2 separate regions of the Mus musculus genome follow, and region 2 is linked to region 1. Evidence: chromatin contacts called from public HiChIP or PLAC-seq data. All regions are on one chromosome and are shown on one strand. The core of a region is the stretch at or near the end of the contact, and the rest is flanking DNA. Distances in the headings are between cores, read along the strand shown.

What was found. HiChIP or PLAC-seq counts read pairs in DNA pulled down with a chosen protein or histone mark.
Region 2: a contact with region 1 is called in a CTCF HiChIP or PLAC-seq map of the NIH/3T3 cell line, with 10 read pairs. The contact joins two enhancer-like sites. A contact is called at or near these places in 1 of 15 datasets of contacts at CTCF or cohesin (the NIH/3T3 cell line), 1 of 484 Hi-C or Micro-C datasets (bone marrow-derived macrophages), 2 of 115 datasets of contacts at active chromatin or transcription factors (embryonic basal ganglia and embryonic midbrain) and 1 of 9 other capture datasets (liver).

What each region holds. Positions count from the first base shown.
Region 1 is chr7:49,129,754-49,137,248 of GRCm38.p6, reverse strand. All of the region lies in intron 3 of 9130015G15Rik (RIKEN cDNA 9130015G15 gene), which reads left to right. It also overlaps a transcript of Nav2 not described here. Among named protein-coding and RNA genes, the nearest start is that of 9130015G15Rik, 29 kb to the left of the region's middle. Within about 2 kb of position 4,333, at least 38 of the 459 cell types and tissues checked have an H3K27ac peak or open chromatin away from gene starts, as enhancers often do.
Region 2 is chr7:49,300,504-49,307,998 of GRCm38.p6, reverse strand. All of the region lies in intron 1 of Nav2 (neuron navigator 2), which reads right to left. Among named protein-coding and RNA genes, the nearest start is that of Gm51448, 46 kb to the left of the region's middle. Within about 2 kb of position 3,943, at least 60 of the 459 cell types and tissues checked have an H3K27ac peak or open chromatin away from gene starts, as enhancers often do.

The DNA.
Region 1 (7,495 bases), core at 3,084-5,583:
CACCCCCAAGCCATGCCCCTCACCCCTCGGGGGGGTAAGGTCGTGAGCTGATAGCAAGACTCTTGCTCTCTGTGATCTTATTCAGGGCACAGTGGACCAGGGATGTGCTTGGGATCAAAGGCTTGGCACCAGGGCTGGCCGGACATTACCTGTGGGTCTGGGTAAGCTCCCATCTTCCTTGATCTTTCCTTCTTTTCCTGGCTGACTTAGGAACAGTAGTTGGGCTCTACAAAGAGGTATTTCCATCAGAAGTCAGTGAATCAAGCCCGCGAAGTGCTTATCACACAGACAGCAATTGATGGAAAGGTCCTACTATGTGCTGAACTTCTGCTCAAGCCCACCATTATCTGGCCCTTGCCTGGACTTAAACTTGGGGTGGAGCTTAGCCCAGTCCCTGCCCTGCCCCGATCCACTTCCCATAGAGCCTTCCTCGGGGCCACAGCTGTTCTCCCTGGCCCTAGAGCTGCACCTCCTACTGATGTTCCCCTTTCTGCGAACCCTTGGCTTACACTGAAAGCCTCCTGGCCTCCAGAGAGGAGCTGATCAAAGCCAAACCAAACCAAACCAAACCAAACCAAACCAAACCAAACCAAACCTCGTGCTGTAACCTGAAGTCTGGAAGAGGATATGCCAGACCAAGAGGACCACAGGGGCAGATTCACGTTTGTTCAGCCCCTAATTTCAACTACTATGTGTTCACTGAGCACATCCTGTGGAGTGGGCCCCACCTAGGCTGCTGCTGTGAACTGCAGTTGGGGTGTGTGTGTGTGTGGGGGGGGGGGGAGGCGTGTGCAGAAAATGACATGCATACTGAGATGCAGTGCTCTGTGGGAGAGCGGGAGGTGTATGGGGTTCTAAGGAGGTGTGAAGGGGTGTGTGCTTGGGTTGGGTGCTGGGGTCAGTGATGGGAAATCCTTCAGCACTGGGGAGGCTCTGTGAGTAGGACCCTAGAGGGCATGAGGGAGGGAGGGAGGGAGGGATGGAGGGAGGGAGGGAGGGAGGGAAGGAGGGAGGGAGGGAGGGAGGGAGGCTGTGCAAAGTCTAAAGACAGAGAAAAGGGATGTATATTGAAAGGCCTGAAATAAGCCCCATGGACAGTGAGTGACTGATCGTGGGCCTTAGAGCCGCAGCTAATGACAAAGTCTGGCCTGTTTCACAGAGGGCCCTGCAGCCACAGAGCAGTGGCAGTAGTCCATCCCATGGACCAGGAGGCAGAGCCCTCAGAACTGATGCCCTTTCAGAGCCTGCTCATCTCAAGCCAGGCATGTTATCTACCCCTCTGAGCAGAGCTGACTGAAGGGAACCCTTATGGAAATGTGGGGATGTGTCTGCAGGCTGACTCCAGGGAACAGGTTACCTTGCTCCAACCCCATGTGTGGAAAGCCTTAGTTTGGCTCTTTGGGGTTGGGTCTTCCCTCAGGATCATGCTCATTAGCACTTCCTCTCCCTTTCCAGCCATGGCTCCACCCTCCCCAGCAAGTCAATCAACTGGGTCATTTGGCAGCCTCCTCTCAAGCTACAAGAAGTCCAGTCAAAATTAAAACAAAACAAAACAAAACAAAAAAACCCAGTTGCCCGGTCACCCTGCTCCCAGTTCCTGGAGTGACTGGATGTTTCAGGAGGACCTGGGAAGCTGTCAACAGAGATAGGCTGGACCTGGATAGAAGGGGAAATATTTATTTTGCGGGGATAAATATTACAGAAAAAAAAAAACTTTCCATTCTCCGGGCTCTGACGTAGATTTTTTTTCTTACCAGGAAGGAATCCTCACTGCCTAAAAAAGGGCAGCAAGAGAACTCGTAGGTGCCTTTCACAAACCGTGTGCCTCCACAGAGTAAACCAGCACACTGGTTACAGCTTGAGTGGAAGTGTCCCCCACAGGCTCCTGTGTGTGAACACTTGATGTCATCCCCCCGGCCCTGCCCCCACCGAGTGTGGTCCTCCTCTTTTGGAAGTTTGTGGAACCTTTAGGAGGTGGGGCCGTGCTGGAGGAAGTGCATCACTAGGGAATGGCCTTAGGATTTTGAAACCTAGCCCCACTTCCTGTCCACTCTGCTTCCTGTCTGTGGATACTTGGTGACCAAAGGCGCACTTTGTGCATCCCCTGCTGGGACAGACTGCTTCACCTTATACCATGAGCCACAGGAAGTCCCACCTCCCTCAAACTGCTTCTTGGTCGTGCCATAAGAAAAGTGACCGAGGTACTGGTTAGTTCATAATGTTGCACCTACAGGGTTGCTGGAAAGAGAGGCCCACTGGACAGGCAAACTTTATATGCCCCAGTACAGGGGAACGCCAGGGCCAAAAAATGGGAATGGGTGGGTAGTGGGGGGGGGGCTTTGGGGATAGCATTGGAAATGTAATTGAGGAAAATATGTAATAAAAAAAATTAAAAAAAAAAAGAAAGAAAAGTGACCGAGACAGTACCTGTGTAGTACGTGGGAAGTCTTATCTTATGAGTAATGAGAAAGCACACGTACTTGAGCCAGGGCTGCCTTAAGGTGACCATGGCAAGTTATCTGGATTTTTCCAAGCCTTTCTCTGGCTCTGCAAAGTTCCTTAGGCATGCTACCCAGGAGACTGTCTCCCAGGTTCATCAAGGCGGGCTTTCTTTTGCCACCCTTCCCCCACACCTCCCAGCCACGTTTCCTCATGCCCAGGTGTTTTCAAACACTTCAATCTGCCTGCCGTGGTGGCTGCCAAGGGGGACAGGTAGATCTTAGCAATGGAGTCCTTACAGAGCTTCCAAGCTTATGGGTAAACCTGAAAGTGAAGGTGGATTCCAGACAAGCTAGGTTCCCCCCCCCACCCCCGCTGGAAGATTTGGATGAAGATCTCAGGAAAGGGCTAGAGTCCCCTTTCCTGCCCCAAACACATGCCAGTTCAAATGGCCACCTTAGTTACCCTGCATGGGAGTGGCCAAGCCTCACCCACAGGCCACTTATAAGAGAACTCCGCAGTATGAGCAGGTCAAGCCCAGCTCTCAGGAGAAGAAGAACAAGACACAGGGGCTCTTCCTCAGCTACCACTGAATACCAGGGCACCTGTAGTATTTCTTCAGGAGAGGGAGAGTCCCTCAGAAGGAAAGTGACATGTCTGCATGGTGCCACGTGGACTGCATGACAAGGCAGGGTGAGAGCTTGCACACAGCCAAGGCTTATTACAGTGGTGTCCCCAGGGCTGGGGGCTGGGGTATAAGGGGGATGACGTTCATTGTGCTGGCGCCACTTTCTGTGGGAAGGAGAGGACGGCACCTCATCACTCTTGAACAATATGCTTTTCCTAGTCCCAGATAGCCAGGTGACATGTGTAACCAGAGTGTCCCCTCCTCACTTTTGCACTGCTGGGACATCCCGAGCGAGGCGCCCAGGTCTTCAGGACAGGCATTTACCAGCAGGAATGTCCTCCAGCCACGGCCACAGCTCTCACCAGGCTGCTGCTGAGGCCAGGGGGAATAAATGGGGATTTTAGTCCTTTGGAAGGTTGGGGGAATGGAGACCAGCATTTTCCAGGGTTGAGGCAGTGTGGAGCAGAAGGAAGGCTTTAGGGCAGACAGAAGGGCTTACTGGACTTACAGATAGGCTCAATCAAACATGCAATGATTACCTTTGTGCCCATAAGTATGCTAGGCTCTCAATAGGTGGAAAATGCCATCATCTTGGTTGTTCACTAGCTGTGTGGCTCTGGGCAAGTCACCTGACCTCTCTGAGCCTCAGGCTTCACCTCTATGGGAGGTCTCTGAAGCGCTGGGTGTCTGGTGCTGAGGAACACACAGCAGGTACTCCAGCCATGGGCTACCTTATCCCCTCTTTTAGAAAATCGACTGGTGAGTGGAGGGCAGGCACGTCCACCCTAGCACCCCACCCATCCTCACCCTTCCAACTGTTTTAGCTAAGAAAGTTTTCTGAGAGCGCTGGGTGAAGTGCCTACCACAACTCTCCTTCAAACAGAACAGGAGGCCCCCACTCTGGAGCTCCGCCAAGAGCCTTCTCAGAAAGGCACGACAGCCAGCACTCTGCCCACGGCCTGCCAGGGCCAGACTGGGTGGTGAAAAATAAAATCTAACGAGGTGCTTCTGAGCCCTCGGGAAAGAGACTCATGGAGCGGCTCTGAGCCTGGCTTCTGGGCAACCTGGGGGAACAAGCTTTCAGCCTGTGAACATCCCCAGATATTACTATCAACAGTGTGTGCATGTGTGTTGTGTGCTGTGTGTGTGTTGGTTCTAGAACAAATGCTGATCCCAGCCTCCCCCTCCTCCCCAGAGAGCCTCCCACTCTGAGGATCCCTGAGCTCTGCTCTGAAACGCGTGTTTATGCCTCCCTCTTCTGGTCATAATTGTCATTGCACCCACCCAACCTGCCTGCAGAAGTGGGTGAGCCGGACTTGAATGTCTTACCTGCTTTACCTATCTCCCTTGCAGGAGTGGATGCTGGGCTGGAAGCTTGGCTCTTGTATGCTGCCTTGCAGTAGCCTCATTGACTGCCATATTGACAGTAGGAACAGGGAATGGCTCCAAATAATATCATAGTACCAGCTAATATTTATTTGCTTAATATTTCAGGATTGGTGACTATGTATGCTTAATTTATTTGTTTGTCTGCATCTCTTTATTTACTTAGTATTCGTGGGGAAGATTTGTTTCCCTCATGCCAATGAGTTTTCTTGATTTGTATTCTCTTGTAACCCTGAGGAGGTTTTACTTTCGCCATATCGCTACAGAATCCAGAGCTGAAGCATTCGGAAAGCAGCACACTGCCAGTATACTGCTGGGATTTGAGGCCACATAAGCCTTAGGCCAGGGAGGCTACACATTTCAGTGGTGGCTCTGTGACTTCAGAGCACATGTAGATAGCTAATGGTGCTTGTTAAAATGCAGCTTCCAGGGCCCAGGGGGTCCATGTCTGCAGTAAGTCCTGGAATATGCACTGTAGTACACACAGGGATAATGTCACCCTTGATGTATTGATTCCATGGGTGCTTTTACAGGGACTCAGGGCATCTGGAAAGATCCAGGGCCCAAATGCAGAGAGGGACAGGTGGGTAATTGACTCTGGCATAGGAGGGTCCCTCTGTGCTTAAATTCTGCCAGACTGTGTTGGTCTTCTGGCAGCTCAGAGATATATCAGGTGAGAGGAGGGGACCTCAGAAGTGATGGCGAGCAGGAAGGGACTCTGACCAGACTGTGGGATTGTACAGGTTGCTTCTCTCTGCTCAGACTGTGTGTTTCCTTCTCTTCTTTATTTTCCTCTCCCTGGTCTGCTTCTGCAATCTTCTCCCTCTTCTCTCCCTCCCTGATCCCTAAGAGTTCGCAGCATCTTGGGTATCTAGCATCTCACTTTCTGCTCTCTGATGTCCCCAGACGCCAATCAGTGTCTCCTCTGTGTAGGTTGAACACACTAGCAGGCCTTGCTCTGAGTTTTCACCGGGACAGTATTTGGGGACTCAGGCTGATGAATTCTTGCCAGCCTGGGCCCCTCACAGTTTCCCTTACAGATATGACATGGGACTCAGTTTTACATGGTCCCTTCCTTCCTGAGATTCCTCAGGTCAGCCAACTCTGGGCTGGCCATAACCAGAGCATGGCTCTGCTTTCTTTTTAGCATCCTGTCCTGATGCTGATTTATCATCCACCCCCAATCCAAGCTCCAGGGCCACAGAAACCTGAAGCTGAAAAAGAAGAAAAGTAGTAAGCAAGAATCGAGGAGGTAAGGTGAAGTTCAGCATGGCTGGCAAAGTCAGAGGCTATGTTAACGTCTTTGCTCTATCCTATAGACAGCCAGGGCCCCAGAGATGTCCTAAAGACACCAGGACCCCAAAGATGTCCTAAAGATGGAGAGGGCCCCCAAAGATGTCTTAAACACAGAGAGGCCCCCCAATGGTGTCCTAAAGACCGAGAGATTCCCCAAAGATGTCCTAAAGACTAAGAAGGGCCCAGAGATTGCCTAGAGACAGCCAGTACACCAGAGATGTCCTAAAACAGTGAGGGGTCCCCAAAGATGTCTTAAAGACTGAGAGGGCCCCAGAGAAGTCCTAAAGACTCCAGGACCCCAGAGATATCCTAAAGACAGAGAGGGCCCCAGAGATGTCCTAAAGACACCTGGACTCCAGAGATGTCTTAAAGATAGAGAGGACTCCAGAGATATCCTAAAGACACCAAGACCCCAGAGATGTCCTAAAGACAGAGAGGGCCCCAGAGATGTCCTAAAGACACCAGGACTACAGAGATGTCCTAAAGATACCCGAACTCCAGAGATGTCTTAAAGATAGGACTCCAGAGATGTCCTAAAGACAACAGGACTCCAGAGATGTCCTAAAGACAGAGAAGGCCCCAAAGATCTCCTAGAGACACCAGGACCCAAAAGATGTCCTAAAGATGGAGAGGGCCCCCAACGATGTCTTAAACACAGCAAGGCTCCCAAAGATGTCCTAAAGACTGAGAGGTCCTCAAAGATGTCCTATAGACCAAGAAGGCCCCAGAGATCGCCTAAAGACAGCCAGTACACCAGAGATGCCCTAAGACAGTGAGGGGCCCCAAAGATGTCCTAAAAACAGTAAGGCCCCCAAAGATGTCCTAAAGACTGAGAGGGCCCCAGAGATGTCCCAAAGATAGCCAGGGTCCCTGAGATGTCCTAAAGACTGAGAAGGCCCTTAAGACATCCTAAAACAGTCAGGGCCCCAGAGATGTGCCAAAGATAGCAAGGGCCCCAGTGATGCCCTAAAGCTTATAGGAAGGTCCCAAGAGCTACTCTGATTGCCAAAGGGATTTCCCACCATCCTAGAGGGCTGAGGGCTGATGTTCTAATTGCCCCTTATGGGCTTCCTATGTATAGATGCTATATAGCTGAATGGACAGTAGAGACAGGCTTGGCACAGGCTCCATACCCATCACTTGACAGAGGGTTATTATTTTCACTAGCTATCCTCTGTATAGAAATCAGTAAAATGGGCACAAAATTGCTGCTATTAAGGGATGGGCTGGAAGAACAAATGAATGAATGGAGGAGGCAGAGGCTTTTGTGGAGGCTGTGTGGCTGTGTCTCTGGGTGGGGTGGTCCTCTCCTCTGTAGGGCAAAGAGCAGTGGCAAGGAAAGCTCAGAGCAGAGAGACATTAGAGGGCTCAGATCACCTCTCCAGGAGGCCCCTTTGTCCTCCCCAGGGAGGTCAGCCTGGGCAATGAGGAAAGGTCTCTAGGGAACCCTGTGCCAACCTCAAGCCAGGCACACTCACAGGCTGGCTATGGAGTCTTCAAGTCTCTTAACCTCTATGATCCTAATGGGGCCAAAAAAGGGAGTGGAGTTCTCACATCAGAACCTCCGTGAGTGGTAGGCAGGGGGACCTGAGCTTTGAATAGCTCCAGACTGGGGAACTTGGTCACAGCAGACCAGCTCATATCTCAGGACTTCTCTAGCATCTATCTCAGTTAAACAGGGTAGGGATGAGTGAGTGGCTCCTCAAAGTCTGCCAATGGCTGGTGTGCTCTTAAGCTATTGACTGA
Region 2 (7,495 bases), core at 2,694-5,193, 170 kb before region 1:
TCTTCTTGCTGTGTAAAATTCACACTACAAGGAAAAGCTGGATAGAAAGAGTCGTGACTACTTCCCCAAGCTTGGCCCTGCTGGCCATTAGGGGTACTGCTCCCTTTTTTGTGTGGAGAGACACGTACACACTCCTGGATCTTGTACACTCACCTCCTAATCAGAAGGGCAGCTCTTCATCACCCACCAATTACCAGACCCTGAGCCTTAAGCCTGCTGCATCTTCTTCCTAATTTTCACAGCACCCTGGAGGATGCTCTGGTCCCTAAGCACCGACCAGGAGGGAGGTTGAGGTCTAGAAGTCACATGACCAGAGGAGATTACAGGTGTCCTACCACAGCCTGGGCTCTGTGCTCGCACAAACTGCAAGTGGGGGAAGGGTGCTTGCCTGGGTATCATTTCTCACGCCACTCTTACAGCTGGATGCTACTGCTTCTCCTCTGACACCAGCTGCTCCAGCAATGGCTTCCTTGCTGGGTGCTACTGCTTCTCCTCTGACACCAGCTGCTCCAGCAATGGCTTCCTTGCTGGGTGCTACTGCTTCTCCTCTGACACCAGCTGCTCCAGCAATGGCTTCCTTGCTGGGTGCTACTGCTTCTCCTCTGACACCAGCTGCTCCAGCAATGGCTTCCTTGCTGGGTGCTACTGCTTCTCCTCTGACACCAGCTGCTCCAGCAATGGCTTCCTTGCTGGGTGCTACTGCTTCTCCTCTGACACCAGCTGCTTCAGCAATGGTTTCCTTGTCTCTCCATGCCCCGCCTAACACCAGTGAATCCATGGGAAGGGAGCTGAGGGGTGACAAGAACGTCACAGATGCCGTCAACCTGCTGGCTTTGCCTAAGCTTATCCTTTCTCAGCAGGAGCTTCAGGCCCGAGCAGTCACCTCCTCTCACTTTCTTTCATTGAAAATCTACCAGTCACCCTGCAGAGATAACGCAGAGAGATCCAAACGTTGCCTCTAAGGACTCTTGGTCTTTTTGTTGTTGTTGTTAAATCCAATTATCTTTAAAATAAAACACGAAGCGAAACCTGCTCCCCTGTACATCCAGAACAGGCTTCTCAGGCCTTGGCTTAACTGACTTCGTGTTCATTGAACTGCATCAGTGATTAAAGGTCCGGTGGGTGCCCACCTCTGCTCCCTGCCCTGTTGTGGGTGGTTATTCACACACAGTTGACTTCTAAGATGTTCTCAGGAAACTCCCTCCTGCTGAGGGCCAGCAATGATGTCAAGATAAGAAAGGTTTGCTTTTCAGAGCCCCATCCCTAGACATTCACCCAGCAGCTCGGGCCAAGTGGGACCCTAGACTGTGTCTCATTTAGCATTGAAGAAAATGACAAGAAGCTTGACGGTGCCCGCTTAATCTACACCAGTGACTCAGACTCTAGGCTGGATCCTGGATACAGACTACGTTATAACACCTTTACAGGAGGACAGAGAACTGCAAAACCCTCTTACAGAAAAGGCAACGGGGTCAGATTTAGTAAATGGTAAGGTTAGAATTTAAACCAGGAGTCAGCTATGAGCAAAGGCCCTTACTGATGCAGTCCTTGGGTCCACTAAGGTCATATCCCTAGAAGAGCAAGTTCACAGCAGGTTGCTGGCAGCTTTGATACATTGATTTGCAATGTATGTACCGCCCCTCGGACTCTATAGAAGGGGCTGAGGCTCACTTGGGGGAACACATGAGCCCCTCTGAATTACACGACCCAGGCATGCATTTTCCTGTCTGGGCTCAGAAGACTATGGGGGTACCCGGGATAGTAATTGTTGCCTTGTGCATGCTAGCAGGTTGTCTAAGCTCCTCTATCCTTCCTCTGCCTGGTTGGAAGAGAGGTGCAGCCATCTTGGGTGGTCCTTACAGTTCATTTGAAAAGTGAGACAAGTCTAAAGACCCAGCCAGACCCAATAAAGGCTGACCCCCTGACCCATGCAGAAGAAAGCTCTCTCCATTGGATAAAGAGACAGCAAAGATGTCCCAGTTCTGACCTCAGGCACCTGCCACCAGGCCCCAGATGGCACGTACTGGTATGCTCTATGGTTTCCCTGCCTGGCACAGATTCCTCTTTTTTTCTTTTTTCATAAAATCCATTTTCTTCATAAAAACCTCTGCAGTTCAGACTGGACCCTGACTCTCCTATACTGCATTGCAGACTAGCATCTCCGACATGGCTTGAGGAGGAAGGAGGGGGACTCTGGCTATCCCACATCAGGCTAGGGGAAGGTTCCAGGAAAGGATTAAGGAGCTGCAATCATGACCCAGAGCAGCAAAGGCGCGTAATGTCTGCTTATGTTACAGCACTTAAACCAAGCTGTAAAATAGTAGCTTAAGGTTACACAGGCCAATCATAACACATGCAGGGTGAACACTAAGGTGCACTTGTCTAACAAATACTTCATTATGTGAAGACTTAGGCCCAGTGTCCATTATTTTGCTGGTGTTGTTTTTAAATAGCATCTTTAATGAGATTGCCCTAATAGGTAGGAATTCCAGTTTATCCATCCTATTTTCTATTGAGCTCTTATATATCAAGCTCAGAATGGGATCTGCAAAGTGGGAACCTTTCCCCCCAACCCCAAATGCGATGGGTTTATTTTACCCTGATCCACTGGATGCTGAAGGCACTGACCAGACCACAGCACTCTCTGACTTCTGGGGGAAAGTTTACAATCCCTGCCAGCCGAAACCATCAGATAAAACAAAACAGAGCAAACAAACAAACAAACAAACAAAAACTCCACCACATCTTAAGCCAAAGCCAGACAAACCTTTGGATCCCATTTCCTGCTTGAGATGGGAAAAAAAAAAAAATCAGCCCACCTGGAGCAGCAAGGAGAGCACTGCTGGTCTCACCTTTCCTGGGAGGGAGCAGCAGTTACTATTTGGAAATGGAGGGAGGGAAAAGGCGTCTGAAGCCTGCAGGCTTCTTGCAAGCTTAAAATGGAGCTACCACACTGTGAGAGGAAAAATAAGAAGAGGGGCTGCACGTTCCCACCTTCCAACCCCAAATGAGCTAGACCACAAGTGAGCAGCACCCATGTGCATCCGAAGAGACTACAACACAATGCTGGGCAGGGATCCAGCAGGCAGACCACGCTGCCTCAAGTCCTGTCTGGAGAACGCAGCTCTGCACCAAGGAAATGACCCTTGAGGTGCAACTGCAGAAGCCTCAGGAATTAATAGGTGGAAGGGATGGGGACATAAGTCAGTTCAGCTCTGCTTCTTGTGCGAGCGCGCGCGCGCGCGCGCACACACGCACACACACACACACACACACACACACACACACACATACACACACACACACACACATACACACACACACCCTTCAAGATAAAAAGAAATACCAACTGTGGATCGGGGGTTTTCCACTCCAGCAACAATTCAGGATGTCAGGGAAGAGACCACAGTAGAGCTTGTGAGTCTGCAGTGTGCCCTTACCAGCTTCATGGTGGAATTGTTCTGTTCCCAGCGCCACAGCATCACGCTCATCTTACTTCAGGGTGAGGAGGGTGGGGGAAGAGGAAAGGAAGAAGAAAAAAGGAGCCGAAGCACCTGTCGTTGGTCTGGCCCGGGCGCCAGGTCGTCCACCGTTCTGCAGCCCCTGGGGCATCCCTGGCGGGCCACCGAGGTCACTCCGCCAAGCTCTGGGATGAGGGGGGTGGAGGGGAACCAAGGCGGGAGCAGAAGCCCTGCGCTCACAACTCTTGAGTGCCGTGCTCCCTCTGCGCGATCCAGTAACTCCCCTAAGCCCAGAAAGCAGACGCTGGGGCCCCTGGGACTCCGGGTTGTGGTGAGGGAGGGGGGGTGCGGGGGGCACTGTCCACTGTCTTAGGGCTCCCGTGCAAGGGGAGCCGAGAGCAGCCAGCACAGCGGGGAGGTCCTTAACTCTTGAGAAGAGGGCGAGGGTAGGCGGGACAGCCTTGGGCAGGAGGGAGGGCTGCGATCCCGAGAGGGGGCTGTGGCTTCCAGGACCATTCTGGTTCTAAGCCAGGACACCAGCTCGTATCTCCCCCAACACGTGCTCAGCTCCATCTCACCTCTGCATCAAACTCACCCAAATTGTCCCATGGTAGTCACTGGTACCGGGATACAGCTGTAATCTGGATTTCAGCTGTAGGATAAACGCAGGCACACGGGGAGGGAGATTCGCAAGCGCGTGCGCGCTGAAACACACACACACACACACACACACACACACACACACACACACACACACACACACACACACAGTTTCCTGCTACGTAAAGGATAAAGCTTGGGTGTTTTCAAACACACCTGGTAGCTGCCAGAGAAAGGACTTCCGTAAACCCTAGAGGGGGAGGAGGGGACAGGCAGGTACCTGGCTTTGGATACTTTGTTTCCCCCTCAGTGTTCTCTACCTGCTGCAGACTGGGTCTGTGCTTTTCTTTCTGAGACTTCCGGGACTGGGCAGCTCCACGTCCTCTAATCCTAATGTGACTCTCCAGAGGTTCTCAGAAACCTTAACTATCCTCAGAAGGTTTAATGTGTTCAGAGAGTACCCCCCACCCCCACCCATAACCCTGGGCACCCGGACCTCAAGTCTCCTGTCTGGCTTGGGCAGCAGTAAAAGTTCAGGACAACAACAGCCTCCCCAGAACTGATAAGGCTGGGCCAAGATCCTTGGAAGTAACTTATGATACATTATTTCATGTTATTATATGTTCTTTTCAGCAGCCAAAACTTCAAAATGAGAGGAAGTGAGGAGACAGGTCCCAGTCTTTTGAAGAATGGAATTTAAAGCAGACCAAATAGATAAGAAAATATTTCTTATAACCGCTACCCTTCAGGATTTGATTTCTTTCATTGTTAGAAATAAATAAATATGTTTTTAAGACACAGTTTTCTTTGGCTTATCTACCCCATCCTCTTCTACCTTCCACCCCTGACCTTCCAGGCTCTACCAGTAGTAGCCTTTGTTCTGCTGTTAATATATTAAAGTCCTTCCCGCCTCACATCTGACAGTCCCTCCTTGGAACATTGTTCCTCTAGATTCACCTGTGTTCTCATCTCTGAGGTCACCTTCTCAGAAGGCCTTTTGACTTTGGAAATGTAGCAACTCCGCTACCGCCCACTCTTCTCTATCCCACCAGTGTCATTTCTTCACTCCTAGGCTCATTGCTAACTCTGCTAACAGCTAAGTCCCAACCCTCACTAGCTTGTTCTCCTACAGTTTCTGTTCTGCACTTAGTGCTTTGCCACAGTACGTGGCCTGGAGTGGAAGTTACACAGGTCTCTGCAGCTCAGGGGTAGGAATATACCCTAGAGGGGGGCAGCACAGCACACATGATATTTGGAAATGCATGTTTTGTATTAAAATAGACATATAGTCAGAAGCCAAATCTTAAAATATCTTTATTTTCCAGATCTGAAGCTTGGCCACTCTTAGTGGCCAAGACAGCAAAACAGAGGCTGTCTATTGCTGTTTTATGTTTTAATTTAGAGGCCCATGGTATTGGGGAGGAAGGCTGGCAATCAAAGTCTCTGTGTAGATGTTACCAGCGCAGGGGCCCATGAGTTCTCCAGGGAAGCTGTTATAGGCTCAGCACACTTCCTAGGACACTAAGTCACTGCAGAGTCCCAGCCACAGGCAGCGTTGCTAGTCAGGAATGGGAAGCACCACTCACTGTGCAAGGAGGGAGAATGGCAGGGTCACTATGTGCACCTGGCCAGTGTCAATAAAGGGACTCTAGGGATAGCTTGTCCTTCCATGCTTGTATGTGATAGGCAGATGTGCTAGCTCTTTCCGCCTTGAGTCTTTATGGTGCAGCGCTCCCCTGGCTTTGGGTGGTATGGCGAGAAGCTGGAAGAGTCCCTCTCAACTGTGTGACTACCTGGAAGGAAAGACACTGTGCAAACACACTGTACAGCTAGGTAAAGCCTGTCACTGATGAGCACTTCTAGGGCTGTGCATACATTTCTTTCTCAAGAAAAATAAGAAGCATCTCAGGGGGGGCACCCATACCAGGGGGCCCGGGGGTGAGATGGCATGTCAGGGATGGAACAGTCAGAATGAAGATCCCTGGGTGGCAGAAGCTGACAGTTATCTGTTGGCTGAGGCCAGCAAGGTTCTTGCAAAGGAGGGTATCATCTACCTATAGCTCATAAATTAAGAGCAGGGTGTCCAAATTTCTGTTTCAGGATGACCACTGTAGTGACGGGACAGGCTTGAAACGGTAGAGGCTGAAGAGAGAAGGAAGAGAATTGAGGTGATGAGGGGTGGTAGCATGAGTACATGAACAGCAGACATGTGCAGCCACGGCCAGTTGTTCAAGTGTACTGTGGGTGGCTCCTGAGGGTGACAGCTGTGAGTTTACCCCAGCATATCTGCAGACACACACTTTGCCTTGGCGAGTGATTCAGTACCTACCAAGCTGCCTCCACCACTCTGTCTCTTTCCTCTTGTTTTCCTAGTCTCCAGCCATGGCCTTTGGAGGAGGTTAGCCTGTGTGGACCACGTGGGACAATGTTCTACTTGCTCCCCGCTGGTGGTCTCTTTTCCAGTCCTGGCTTTCTGACCTATCCCCTGGGCCTGTCAACTCAGTGCTGACACTTATAAGCTGTGACAAGCTCTCCTACCCCACCCCTGTCTGTGCCTGCTTAGAGCCTGGGTCTGCTTTTACTGTGCTGTGTTCTAGAACATTCCATCCCTGCATCACACTACTCAAAGCTCACAGACTCCCTCCTGCTCACTCTGAGTTTGCCTATCTGCCTGGTTCTTCTAAGGATCGACTCCAGAGTGAGTCAGGGTTTGGGGCTTTTGATCCACAAGGCAAAGAGAAGAGGAACAAGACCAGGAGTAAAATGGTTGATGGCCCGGCAGCCCAAAAGCTTCTACTGCTCCCTCCTTGGGAGAGAGGTGCCCATCCATGGGGTTGCTCCCTTCTCTCCCACACCAAAGTGATACACATTTCTTCGATCGCCTAAAGTCTGTGCCTGATAAACTAATCTATGTCCAGCTGTTAGTAGCTTAATGTGTTTCCCAGAAGCCACACTTGCGTTTAACAGAGGTCTCCTACTTTTTCAGTGAGTAGTGAGGAAAAAGTGCAGATAGGGTGGGGGTGGCTAGGGGAGCCTCTTCAGACTGCTCAGAACACGTGCCTTTTATATGGTCCAGGGTGACCATGGAAAGAATCAGACTCAGCGTGCTCATCCAGGAAGGAGAAGAGAATAAGCTTGGAGACCTGTGACTGGACCTGAACAGGAAAATCCCCTAGAAGTTCGATGTACCCTCTACCAGTGGGTACCCTCTGCCAGTGGGCATCCTGCATATCTGTGGCTGCTGAGTGTGACACAGGGCCCTTTTTGAGGACTAGACACAGCAATGCTGAGAAGGACTTTGCAGATCTAAGATTGACTCAGAGAGGGAGTCTCTCCCAGATGGTAAGCTTTTTAAACTAAGTGTTATGAGGGCCTGCTGGCCTGACCGGCTTCCTCTATCTAAGTGACTACTATATTACAGTCAGGAAACGAAG